Linked DNA regions of Sus scrofa: regions 1 and 2 are each linked to region 3. Evidence: chromatin contacts called from public Hi-C and promoter capture Hi-C data. All regions are on one chromosome and are shown on one strand. The core of a region is the stretch at or near the end of the contact, and the rest is flanking DNA. Distances in the headings are between cores, read along the strand shown. Region 1 holds the start of NRP2 (neuropilin-2). Region 2 overlaps NRP2 (neuropilin-2). Region 3 has its middle 190 kb from the start of PARD3B.

Region 1 (4,220 bases), core at 732-3,231, 1.3 Mb after region 3:
CTCTTTGTCCTTAGGTTAGTACCTTGGCAATTATAGAAGCTGAGCTCTTCAATTAAGGCTCAAAATCCAGGCTGTCTCTTTACACCATTAAAATTTGGGGAGTAGGAGGTCCTTCTTTACAAATGGCATTTTTGTTGCTGTTGTTGTTTCTGTCTTTTTTAGATCCACACCCGAGGCATATGGAGGGTCCCAGACTAGGGGTCCAATCGGAGCTATAGCCACAGGCCTATGCCACAGCCACAGCAACTCAGGATCTGAGCCACGTCTGTGACCTACACCACAGCTCACGGCAATGCCTGATCCTTTACCCAGTGATCAAGGCCAGGGATCCAACCCGTGTCCTCATGGGTACCAGTCCGGTTCCTTAACCGCTGAGCCATGATGGGAACTCCGCAATTGACATTTAAACAGGAAAAAAGTAGAGAAGAAATTTTTTAACAATGTGGATGTGCTTTCAAGTCCAGGAAGGAAGGAGGAAAAAAAGGGGTGGAGAGAGAGAGAAAAGAAAGAAAGAAAGAAAGAAAGAAAGAAAGAAAGAAAGAAAGAAAGAAAGAAAGAAAGAAAGAAAGAAAGAAAGAAATGGAAGGTAATCTTTAGACCAGCCAGGGGATATGCTCACTGGAAGAACTCTCCAGGCCTCGGTTAAATGCCCTTTCAAACCAGGCATCTAAGATTAACAGTGCGATAGGCAGCCTGTGGATTTACACGGCACTGTAAAATCCTTCCATGGCTTGGCTCAACTATTTGCAAATCACTTCTGATTCAATTTTGTTTTGGTTATCTCAGTGTAAATAACAGTTAAGTGGGAGTTACAGATTTTTCAAACACTAAAAGTGATAAACAAAGCTAATGGCAAGTCCAGATAAGGAGGAAAACCACCCAGAAGAATCCACAAGTACAAGCAGAGAAATAAATGGGATAGTCAGATGTGTGTGTTTCTTGTCACTGAAACTTTATTTTTCTTAATCTGCCGAGTGGCAGAAAAGGTATACGCAGAGTGTTATTTAGACTGTTCCTGTAAGAGTCTTTATGACAATGCAATAATAGGTGCCTAGTGAAGCAAGACAGTTTGGAACCCACAAAGCCATCCTCAGAAACAAAGATACAAGTGTTTTCCCAACTGTTAGCTCGCAGCTCCCTCTAAACAGTTTTCACGCCTCCATTTAAAAATAGTTGGCATAATGCTGTTTTGTTTCTCTCGGCGTGGTGACCACATTTCCATGGGGAAAATGTGATTAGAAGTAGTTACAGTAGCAGTTTGAGAAGCCTTCGTGTGCCTGGACTTTTCTGGAGGGTTGGGGGAATCCAATGTAATTACCTGCAAATTTTCTTTGAAGAAAGTCTTTCCCCTTCTTTTGATGGTTACAAGTTAGGAGCCCAGGGAAAACTCAATCTTCCCCCAGAAAAGAAAGCAGTATGTCTGGGACACCAGGAAGGCACCGAGTAGTAAAACGCAGGTTGTGTTTGGGGTTTTATTCAGCCGGGGCTGACCGTATGTGTCGCCGCCACGCACTGCTGCCTGTGCGAACGCATGGCTGAGCTGCCGCCTGGCTCTCTCCCTACTTCAAACACCGTTCGCCACCCAACTCCTCTGGCAACGCCATTGCGCGTGGCACTGTGTTGGATTCTACGTGTGTGGCACCGGAGTCAGGGAATCGGGGGAGAAAAAGAATTTCCTCCGTTTCCCGCGGAGTCTCCCTCGGGCGGGGGCGAAGCCGCCAAGGGCAGTGCGCCCTGGCGGTACCCGGGGGCGCTCCTTCTCTGCAGCTTTACGCACGGGCGGCGCTGCGCAGCCAGGCACAGTGGTGCCCGGGGTGGGCGGGAGGTGCCAGGTGGCCAAGGGGCCGTAGGGTGGGAGCTGCCTTAACTTTGATCCGGCCGCGGAGGGGGTGGGGGGAAGCCGCCGCCGCCGCCCCGCCCGAGCTGGGTGCCGCGGCTCTCGGCTCTGCGCCGCGCGTCTCCGCGGCTGCCTCTTTAATCAGGAACACAGAAGGGGCGGGCCCTGAGCCGGCGCGTAATCGGATAGCTCTGCCGCGGCTCTGACATCCACATGCTGCTCGGCCTGAAAAGGCAGGGGGGAGCCGGAGGGGAAGCAGAGAACGCGAGCGAGGCACCAGCCCGCAGCCCGCCCCCAGCACATCCTCAGACGCGCAGACACTGGGCAAGGCGCTGGGCGAGGTGGAGGTGAGGGCGGGCGCGAGCGAACTCGGAGAGGGGCTCGCTCACTCCCAGGCGATCCCAGCCGCCGCCGCACCAGCAGCAGCAACAGCAGCCGCCGCCGCCGCCGCAGCTTCCTTCCTCAGACTCCCCTCGTGAGGCTGGCCGAGCGGGTGTAGCCGTTAGGGAAGGCTCCCGCTAGGGGAACGCAACGAGGGCAAGAACTGGGCGGCCGCCTCCCACTCGGGCCGTCCGGCGGTCGGTGCCTCCGCCCGCGTGTCGGTCCCGGGTGCCGGGGGATGTGTGTCAGTTTACGCCTCTGAGATCGCACAGCTGCCTGGGGGCCGTGTGATGCCCAAGGCAAGTCTTGGCTTTTATTTTTATTATTTTTGTCTTGTTTTACCCTTGGCTTACGGGAAATATTCGTGATGTTGTAGGATAAAGGAAATGATACTTTGAGGAACTGGAGAGGACATAGATGCGTTTTGTTTTTAGGAGAGGAAACGCGTCCTCTCTTCTTGGCTTGCTCCCTCTTTGCTGACTTCAGGAGCGACCCTCCTTCCTCCTGGTGAGGTGGGGACCCAGCAAGAAGAAAGGTGAAGACCGGCCGCCAAGAGCCAGGAGGGAAACACTGACCAGTAGAAACCTTTGCAGAGGACACTGCAAGGAAGAACACAAGAGAGAGAAAAACACAAAAGACTTCTAATTGTGCAAGAAAGCTACCAAAACAGCTCTGGAGAAAGCCTCCTTCTCCAACATGGATATGTTTCCTCTCACCTGGATTTTCTTAGCTCTCTACTTTTCAGGACTCCAAGTGACAGGCCAACCAGGTAAGCCCCTGAACGGTTTTTTTTTTTTTTTCCCCAATCTATTTCAGCATGCCTTTACCTTTAAAAGCAACTGCTAATGCAGGGGGCCACACGCAATAGCATAGAAGGAGGATGCTCGATACTGAATTATTTAGAGAGAGATCCCTCCCTACACCACCACCAGCAGCAGCACCACCACCAGCACCACCACGGCTAAAACTCAACTTTTCTCTCCTGCTAGGAGTGTGTGAGTGTGAGTGTGTGTGTGTGTGTGTGTTTTGAAACATAGACAGAATTTGGCGGTGTTCAGATGTCACATATGGACTGAATCAAAGGTTTAAAAATACTACAAAGCCTTTGCATTACAGTTTTGGGGAATTTTTTTTCCCGTCTTGAAGCAGAACACATCTCCCATGAGTTTCTTCAACCTAGCCAGCAAAATATAAATCATTTGCATTCTCTCCACTTAGCTACACTCATTGAGCAATGCTAACTGAAGGGCCTGGGAAGTACAAGAGTCTAGTTTGGGTTTTCCAATGCTGTAGATTCTTTGAGGAATGTGTGGGTGAGCTCAGAATTGTTGGGCTCAGGCTGATGGAGTAACTTGCCTAGCGGCTGAGCTAGGGGCTTGGGGCTGGGTGCTGCTGGCAATCGAGGTGGTTGGCTGTCCAGCTCTCTTTCCTGCATCCATGTGTTTTCTGGGGAAGTAAATCATATGTTCTTTTAAAAAAATTATTAGATAAAACAAACTGTGTGGCTCTCAAAGGTCTCTCACTCTTGTGAAGTGGTTAGAAACTTTGGAGTGGAATTTGTTCTCAACCACTGCCAAAAAGGGTGTGTGGACAGACTGCAGAGATAAGCATTGCAAGGCCCAGAACAGTCTGGGGCCAGAATTTGTGGAGGGAAACCTGGCTAGGGGTACATTCTCAGAGAAGGGCTCTCTGGTTCCAGGGACTCCAGTGGGGCTTAATCTTGCTTCCCTACCCTATTCTCCAGGGTCACCCTCTCTCCCCTCTGACAGCAGTGGCTGGCTTCTGACAAAACTCAGAAACTGCTACAGGTGATGGAGAATGGGAAAGCCATCCCTGGAGGCACCAGGGACAAGAGCAAGAGAGAAGACAAGCCTTCCTGAAGTGCTTTTACCCGGAGGCACTTCTAAGGCTGCCTGGGCAGTGGGAGGACTAAGCCCTTGCAGCCTCCCCAGCCCTCTTTCATCACAGCCATGCGAGTGGATCCTGTGGGAGCCTGGGACTC
Region 2 (4,101 bases), core at 1,289-3,788, 1.4 Mb after region 3:
GAGCTGTTCCTGGGCCATTGATGGGAAGACTGTCACAGGCTCCGCTCTCACTAGAAAGATGACATCAGCAGGAATAACAACAGCAAACCAGTGGTCCAGGCGCGCCCTGTTGATTCTGGGCTCTGGAGTCCTCGCCTCTCCTTCCCTGGCAGGCCCAGTATGTTCACCACAGTCCCTGGGGAGGAAGAAAACGCTGTACAGAGTCTCAGATTAACATGATCTTGAGGTGCCTGATGTGCTGTGGAGGTGGCGCAGAAGTGCCCCTGCCATCTTGCAGAAGTGTTCAACAGAAGATGTTTCAGGGCCAAAAGGAGGCAGTGAGGTTTTCTCCTCAAAGGCCATCTTATTCTCTGGGCAAGTGGCCGCCATGCTCCTCCCTGAGCTGGATTTGCTGGTACAGGTCCCCACACCTATGTCTACAAGGCATGGGGCCTGCCAGCAGGAATAGGAACTCGGTCTCCCACAGAGTACTGATGTATGTAAAAGCTAATCAGGAGTTCCCATCATGGCGCAGGAGAAACGAATCCCACTAGGAACCACGAGGTTGCGGGTTTGATCCCTGGCCTCGCTCAGTGGGTTAAGGATCCGGCATGGCTGTGTTGTAGGTTGCAGACACAGCTCAGATCTGGCATTGCTGTGGCTGTGGCATAGGCTGGTAGCTACAACTCTGATTGGACCCCTAGCCTGGGGACCTCCATGTGCCATGGGTGAGGCCCTTAAAAAAAAAAAAATCAGAAATAAATAAATAAAATCTAATCAGCTGAAAGATATGTTCTTCAAACAACATTTGTCTGGGTGAAACCTTAATTTCCCAGTATGTGTATGTTCTCTGCTAAACCCATAGCCTTTGTTAGTGATGATGACAGCACCTCTCTCACTGGGGCTGCGTTTGCCTGGCTCTCTAAGAAAGGCCAATGCAGGGAAGCGAGAGTGAGGAACAGGCCGCCTGGATCACCCCTCCTCAGCCACCATTCCCTCAGCCACCATTCCTCGTTCTGCTCGAAGTTCGATGCTGGGCTTCCAGTTGCATTTACTAGGGCCAGGCATCATCTAGTAGCACTGCTGGAGACAGAAGGTTTTAAATGTCTTCCATTTGGACAGCGCCCAGCCAAGATTATAAAGGCTTGAAGCATAAACCACCTGGCCAGAATCATCCTCTAGTCTAGCATCCACTTCATCCCCTTCTTATTCAGTTCATGAGAGTGCACTGGCCCTCTGGGTAAACCATGGATGAATAAAACGTGGGTCTGGCCTTCCTCTCAAAATCTAGGGGGAAAAGACAAGCACAAATAAACCAGTCAAGACATAAAGGCCAATGACGCCCACCGGCTGCCATATGTAAAAAGCACAAAAGAAGCAAAGCAGGGAAATAGGCAGGGGGTACCTACTTGATGCAATACTCAAGAAAGGGCTTCAAGCGGATGCAGCATTCGAATCACGGCTCTGAAGGAGCCTTAAAAGTGGGACACACACGTCCATGAATAAACAAAAGACACCCAAACTCTCCCAGCTTTCGGCCACATGGGCCACAACTGCCAACTGGTGTCTCTCTCCCCCAGGCATTTACCAGGAACCTCTGTTTGGGTTTGTGTCCCCCGCAGATGACCGGAATTTCTTGCGGCTGCAGAGTGATGGCCGGAGAGAGGGCCAGTACGCGCGGCTCATCAGCCCGCCCGTCCACCTGCCCAGGAGCCCCGTGTGCATGGAGTTTCAGTACCAAGCCACGGGCGGCCGCGGGGTGGCGCTGCAGGTGGTGCGCGAGGCCAGCCAAGAGAGCAAGCTCCTCTGGGTCATCCGCGAGGACCAGGGCAGCGAGTGGAAACACGGGCGGATCATCTTGCCCAGCTACGACATGGAGTACCAGGTGGGGTGGCGACCCGAGACGATACGGAGATCCAAGGGGATCGTTGTGATCTGTATTTCAGTATTTCAAAGGGCCGTGCCCATTCATCATTAGGGAACGCGGTTAAGCGCCGCTGTTTTCATTGTGTTTCTCACGTTACCATGGCAACTAAATGACACTCTTATTTGTTATTCAGAATGTGCCTATCTCTACCCCCAGACTAGCTTCTTTGTTCCTCTTATTGCCTTTTATATTGCTGAAATCTTCTCCAACAAATGTTTCTTCTCTCCATTTTATTTTAGATTGCTACCAGGTAGGCTGACAAAGGGACACAGAAGCCAGGGAAACAAACACAAACAAACCCTCCACACGCAAGGGAAGAGGCCTGTGGAGCCCCTCAGACTCCCAGGAGGAGGAGAGGAGAGCAGCCTCCTAGCCCTGGCCCAGCGAGTGTGAACACGGAAAGGGGAGGGTAGCTGTATGTGCTCAGGGGCCAGCAGACCAGAGCGACTCCTAAGTGAGTGGTTTCTCTCCCACCAGCTCCAGGAGCTGAGTTCTATTATCTCTGCCCCCACAGAGCAAGAGACCGAGGCACAGATGGGGACACGCAGCTGTGGCTGAAACTTGGGTAGGAGTAGGCACACTGTGGAAGAGGTGACTGAGAACCAGCCAAAGCATTAACCTGCTCCTCCCCAGACAAGAAGCAGCAACAGATGGCTGGTGAGGCGGCCAACTGCTCGCTCAGCTTGCCAGAGGACGTGTGCTCTCGTTTGCGGAGAGAACCGGGGGAGGGCGAGAGTGAGGGCTGCCTGGAGACCACAGAGCAGAGGGGCTCCGTGTGCAGCCTGCAGTCCTGCTCGCTCGCCCGGACCCCTAAGGCATCCTGAGCTCCTCCCCGCCCCCACCCGCCTTCCCATTCAAATGCAATCTCCTGTGTTCAGAGCACTGTATTGTCAGCACCTGTTGGCATGTTGTTTTTTACATTTTTTATTTTTTATTTTTATCATTTTTTATTACTCAATGAATTTATTACATTTATAGTTGTACAGGGATGATCACAATCCAATTTTAGAGGATTTCCATCCCACGCCCCCAACATATCCCCCCACCCTCTCCCCGCCCCCAAACTGCCTCCTTTGGAAATCAAGTTTTTTCAGCATCTGTGAGTCAGTATCTGTTCTCCTGTTGGCATTTTTGTCTCACAGAAAGGTGGTGAGATTCTCCGGGCAGGGCTTTTGTAACTGTCCTGGTGCCTGGCACATAGGAGGTACTCAGTAAACTAGTGGGGAGGGAAAGGCACTTCCCTTCTAGTTGTAATAATGGAGCCACAAGCCAGCATTACCCCCCAAAGTGAATCAAACCTGTCTACTGCATTTCTTCCCTTCCCCCGTCCTGCTCAAGTCCTCCGAGTTTCCAAATGCCTGGATTGGGCATTTGAAAGATTCATGAGGGAAAAACATCAACAGCAGCTACGGAAATTCCAGCTCTCCTTTAAGCATGCTCTGATTGTGGTCCTTTTAGTCAATACCTCCTAATTACTGGACAACAATATCCATCACTTTCATACGTATATATACACACATACATATGTATATATATATCTATATTAATCCCTTCAAATATGCCTTTAATTTGAACCAACTCTTTTTAAATTAAGATTTCAAGCGCCATGGCCATGTGGTCCACAGATGTGTACCAGGTGCAGTAACACACACATACGCGCACACACCTTAAGCTGCAGTTAACAGAAAATTGGAAATCATTGCACTGTTCGGGCCAGCAAGCTCAGTTAACCATGACTCTTTTTCTTTTGGCTTCTAGATTGTGTTCGAGGGAGTTATCGGAAAAGGACGTTCAGGAGAAATTGCCATTGATGACATTCGGATAAGCACCGATGTCCCACTGGAGAACTGTATGGGTACGTGAATATCTGTCTCTTCGTGGCTCTTCCAAGGGCTGGGATGTATAAGAGGAGACTGCACATCATTTTCAAACACAGCTGTTACCCAGTGGGTGGGGCAGTGCCAGTCTGTGCAGGAGGCCAGGGGGGAATGCAGCTGTGTCTTAGGCTGCATTCAGGACGGGAGAGGTGTGAGATGAGGGGAGGGCTTCTGTCCCCACTCCCATTCCGAAATAGACATGCACTGAGGATATGGAGATTCAGGGTGCCAAGACCCCATCATCAGGCTCCAGCTTTTAGCAAAAAAAATGCTGGAGGACAAGAGCAACTGCCAGTCAGAATTACATGCTGGAAAGGT
Region 3 (4,098 bases), core at 552-3,051:
ACAGATACCAATGCTTGGCTGTATTACAACCTGAGCAAATTGTAATGTATATAAAACATGACATTTTACAATAACAAATGCTCTAATAGAGGTTAAAACAAAAGCCTATGAGAACACAGAAGATGGGGCACACAGACTTTGCCTGGAAGAATCATGGAAACATAACAGAGGAAGAATATTGAGGTTTGAGGAAACCAGTAAGAGTTTGGATAGCAGAGAAAAGGAAAAGGAAAATATAGAAAGCAAGAACACTTGTGCAAGGCCAAGAATCATGCAAAAGCAGCGTGCATTTGGGAACGAGTAAGAAGGTCCTGGGGCCTGTATTCAGGGGCTGGGGAAGGTGGTGGAGGGGAGGCGAGAAGATGAGGCTCCACAGCTGGGGAGAAGTGACATGTGAAAGGCCCACATGCTCTGCCAAGGAGTTAATTCATTTTGAAGACACTAGAGAGATGGAAGAAGTCTCAGACCAGGGAAGACACACAATTGGATTTCGTTTTTAGGAAGATAACGTGAGCACCAAGCTGGCAAATTGACTTTATGTCAAATGCCAGTTCCAACTGATCGGTCATGAGAGCTGGAAGGACAATGCTAAGAAAGACTATGTGGTCAGCTCTGTCTGGGCTTAGCAGTGAAAGTGCCATGACCAATTAGCTCTGTCTGCTAGGGACAAGGGAAAAGGGAAAGAGTGACAAAGCTGCTGTGTGTTTCCTAATGCTGCCCTGGCTGACCCCGTGGAGGAGAAACCTCATGGAAGAGAAACCTCCTGGAAGAGATCATCATCAGGAGAGCAATGATTTCACTCATCTGCACAAGAGATGGTGGATGTTGGTGACATCACAGAGGTAGAATGGAGCAACCAGAATCAGAAGAGATTTCAGAGGTAAAAGCAGTAGGAATAGTTAGGAATGGATGAGATCTGAGCACTAAAGACATCTCTGGCTAACAAGCCAGAGGGAGGATTGCTTTATTTATTTATTTATTTATTTTGTGGTTTCCTTTTTTTTTTTTTTTAATTTTTTTCTATTGTTATTTCCCCAATACAACTTTTTTTCTACTGTACAGCATGGTATTTTTTACATTTTTTGGCCCCACCCAAAGTATGTGCAAGTTCCAGGGCCATGGATCGAACCTGCATATGGCAGTGACAATGCTGGATCCTTAAACCACTGAGGCACCAGGGAACTCCAGAGAAGGACTGATTTATGATACTGGCGCCAAACCCTCTTGGCTTCTGTGTATAGCTCATAAGGGGGCACGATGACTCAGCAGTTCCGGGAGCTGCCAGGGCACAGCCAACAATTCTTGCCACCAAATCACTTTCTGGTGTCTGTGGCCCTGGCTGCTTACTCTAGCAGTCCTTGTGATTTATTCTCTGGGCAGCTCTCGGAAGTTGAAAGTTCCTCCTAGAGCCCAAAACAGGAAGCATCGCCCCTCACCTGGCCGAGGGGCCAGGAAGGGATGTGTGTACTCTGACACACCAGCAGTGTAAGTTCCCATTATGTCAGCAGTGTTTACCATCCCCAGGCTCTTCCTGTGACATAGGAGCACAGCTAAATCTCTTCACCAGCAGAGAGGAAATGAGTAACGTCAGGAAATCATTCCTTCTCCCTCCAACTCACCCCCCAAAATGGAGACAGACACTGTTGAACTTTCACTAAAAATATCAATTCCACCTAAAAATAAAGTTCCTCAACTCTGCCCTGGCCCCAGGAAATCCTGACCAAAGCTCGTCTTACATCACCACTAGCCTCAGTCAAGGAGCCTCTCTGAGCCACACCCTACCTATCTTCTTGGCTTCAAGTTCATTTGGAAATCAATCCCCACTTGCCTCCCCCTCCAAAGAGAGGGTGAAGAATAGCTGGACACAGTTGTCTCCAACAGGAGTCTTCCCCAGGGATGAACTGGTCTTCCAGAACTCTTCCACCAGCACACACACCCAAATGGGTTTGCTTCCTGTCTGGTTGACTTCCTCCAGGCTCATTAGGGTTTCAGTGTCATTTTCCAGAGCAGGAAAGAGAGTGCAGGAGTGGGACCTTTAGCAGCCACGAATGGACGTGCAGCCGCTGACCTGGAGGAGACAGGGTCTCAGTGAAGCCATTTTTTAGGAAACCATTGACAGGCAGTTGAAGTTTTTGGTGGTGGCGCTATTCCTGCAGCTGGTTCCTGGGGCACGCGGTTTGCTGCAGAGTTTATATCCTGTCTTGTGCTAAGAAGCCACAACTGAAAGCTGGTATTTGCCTTTGAGGAGGGGAGAGGAGGCTCCTGATTGGCTGGATTGATCTAGAGGCAGAATGGGGAAGAAATGCCTGAACCCCAGTCCAGGAGGAAGATTGGAAGAAATGAAATAATTCTGTATTCAGCCCTTAACTCCTCCCTTCCTAGAAGTCTCCCTGATAACTGAACTGAATTATTAGCTTTATTTCCCCAACAAAGAGGCAGGAAGGTCTCAAACAGGGACCCCGACTCCAAGGGAAGTAGTGCTGCATAGTGGAGGAAGGCTTTGAAGTTAAACTCCTGGATTTCAATTCTGTCCTCACCATGTACAGCTGTGTGATGTTGAGCTAGTTACTTAGGTTTTGTAAGACTCCTGATTCTCAGCTATAAAATTTGGGAGGTGGCATGAAAGATGAATTAAAATATGAAATGCACAGTGGTCCATGCATAGTCGTGCTCCAGGGCCTTCCCTATCTATTTTCCTTACTGACTGCCTTACCACGTGGCCGAGACATTTCTAGTGCCGGAGAATAGGACAGGCAGGGCACCATGGAGCAGCACACTCCGTGGGCAATGAATGGATCAGGAGTGGTCGGTGGATGGGAAGGGCAGGTACGCTCAGTAAAGAATCTAAACTGAGAACTGTGCGGCAGAAGGCATCCTTTCGTTGCGAGTTCTCAGTCCCGTCGCCAGAGCCCTGGAGAAAGGGGAAGGAAACTGACTGCAGGGGCAACCAGGGGGCGTGCACATGAGGCCGCGCTGGGCTCAATGATGCCTGCCCAGGCCTCCCTGTCTGCTGGAGCACTGTCTCCTGAAGGGCCCCAGGGAAGGGTTTTGTGGTCACTGCCAGCCTGGCCCCTGGCAACTTGGCAGGCAAAGAGACTCTAGCTACCTCCCCCACCCCCGTGGCCCAGCAGCAGCAAAGGGGCCGTGGCCAGTGTGTCTGCAGCACTGTGATGGGGATGCGACAGAATTTCAGACTATCAGGGGGCAGTGCAGGAGACCAGGAGGTGGGTACAGGATGAGAACTGTGAGGACAGTTTAAAAGGAGAAAAATAAATTAAGTTTGTAGGTTCAAATGGAGCTGTTGAACTGAAGACTTTGGTGATTTGGTGGGGGTGAGGGATGGGCTGGGCTGGGCTGGTGGTGGCTATAAGCAGGTGTCCGTTTGTTTCTCCTGACTGCCTTATGGTGCTCCTTAGTCTGAGGTTCCTCCACATCAGGTCTAAGATAAAGATCAGATTCCATGATGTGCCGTAGCATTCCCCCTCCCCCAAAGATCATCTATTTATCTATCCATCAATCTGATCGATCAATTGATCAATGTAGATACATATACAGTTGGCCCTTGAACAATATGGGTTAGTGGCACCAACCAGCCATGCAGCTGAAAAATCTGCACATAACATATAGTCAGCACTCCCTGTACACCGTTCTTCTTATCTGTCATTTTGCATCCATGGATTGAACCAACTGCTGATAGTGTAGTACTTTAGTATTGAAAAAAATCCACATATTACCCATGTTGTTCAAGGGTCAACCGTGTATGATATATATACTATATCAAAACAAACAACAATAAAACCCTGTAATGACCAAGAAGAAAGCAAATAGGAAAGAAAAGAAAAAGAAAAACCACATTAGGTCACATGAAAGGCACAGGGTCACCTGTGAACCGCCTCTGGAGTATCCAGGGCCCAGGGCCCTTCTTTCCTTCAGGCAAGTCAGTGCCTCCTGGAACTGAGGAAAATTCATGGAAGCAGGAGACAGCAGGGAGACTAGAGGGGTGCCCCTGATATTAATTAGAATTTCAGCTTCCTGAGAGCAGGGATCTTTGTCTCTGGTTCAGTGAGGACCACAAGTCCCCACAACACTGCCTGGCAC

What was found. Promoter capture Hi-C pulls out the DNA fragments that hold promoters and counts their contacts. Hi-C and Micro-C count contacts between places; a contact is called where the count stands out from the background.
Region 1: a contact with region 3 is called in a promoter capture Hi-C map of fetal liver, with 7 times the contacts expected there. The contact joins the promoter of NRP2 here to the enhancer-like site in region 3. A contact is called at or near these places in 5 of 5 promoter capture datasets (fetal liver, fetal skeletal muscle, liver and 1 more), 15 of 47 Hi-C or Micro-C datasets (alveolar macrophages, embryonic fibroblasts, fetal heart ventricle and 8 more) and 2 of 2 datasets of contacts at active chromatin or transcription factors (alveolar macrophages and skeletal muscle).
Region 2: a Hi-C map of retroperitoneal adipose tissue shows a contact between it and region 3, with 1.6 times the contacts expected there. The contact joins two enhancer-like sites. A contact is called at or near these places in 2 of 47 Hi-C or Micro-C datasets (embryonic fibroblasts and retroperitoneal adipose tissue) and 1 of 2 datasets of contacts at active chromatin or transcription factors (alveolar macrophages).

The regions. Positions count from the first base shown.
Region 1 is chr15:108,972,722-108,976,941 of Sscrofa11.1, forward strand. It overlaps NRP2 (neuropilin-2), which reads left to right and starts at 1,982. Exons shown (of 17, transcript XM_021076240.1): 1 at 1,982-2,987. The coding sequence starts at 2,915.
Region 2 is chr15:109,056,388-109,060,488 of Sscrofa11.1, forward strand. It overlaps NRP2 (neuropilin-2), which reads left to right. Exons shown (of 17, transcript XM_021076240.1): 13 at 1,602-1,864; 14 at 3,665-3,761. Among named protein-coding and RNA genes, the nearest start is that of NRP2, 84 kb to the left of the region's middle. Within about 2 kb of position 2,539, at least 20 of the 83 cell types and tissues checked have an H3K27ac peak or open chromatin away from gene starts, as enhancers often do. A contact at or near this core is called in retroperitoneal adipose tissue, where this site is marked.
Region 3 is chr15:107,688,775-107,692,872 of Sscrofa11.1, forward strand. No RefSeq gene overlaps it. Among named protein-coding and RNA genes, the nearest start is that of PARD3B, 190 kb to the right of the region's middle. Within about 2 kb of position 1,802, at least 12 of the 83 cell types and tissues checked have an H3K27ac peak or open chromatin away from gene starts, as enhancers often do. A contact at or near this core is called in fetal liver and retroperitoneal adipose tissue, where this site is marked.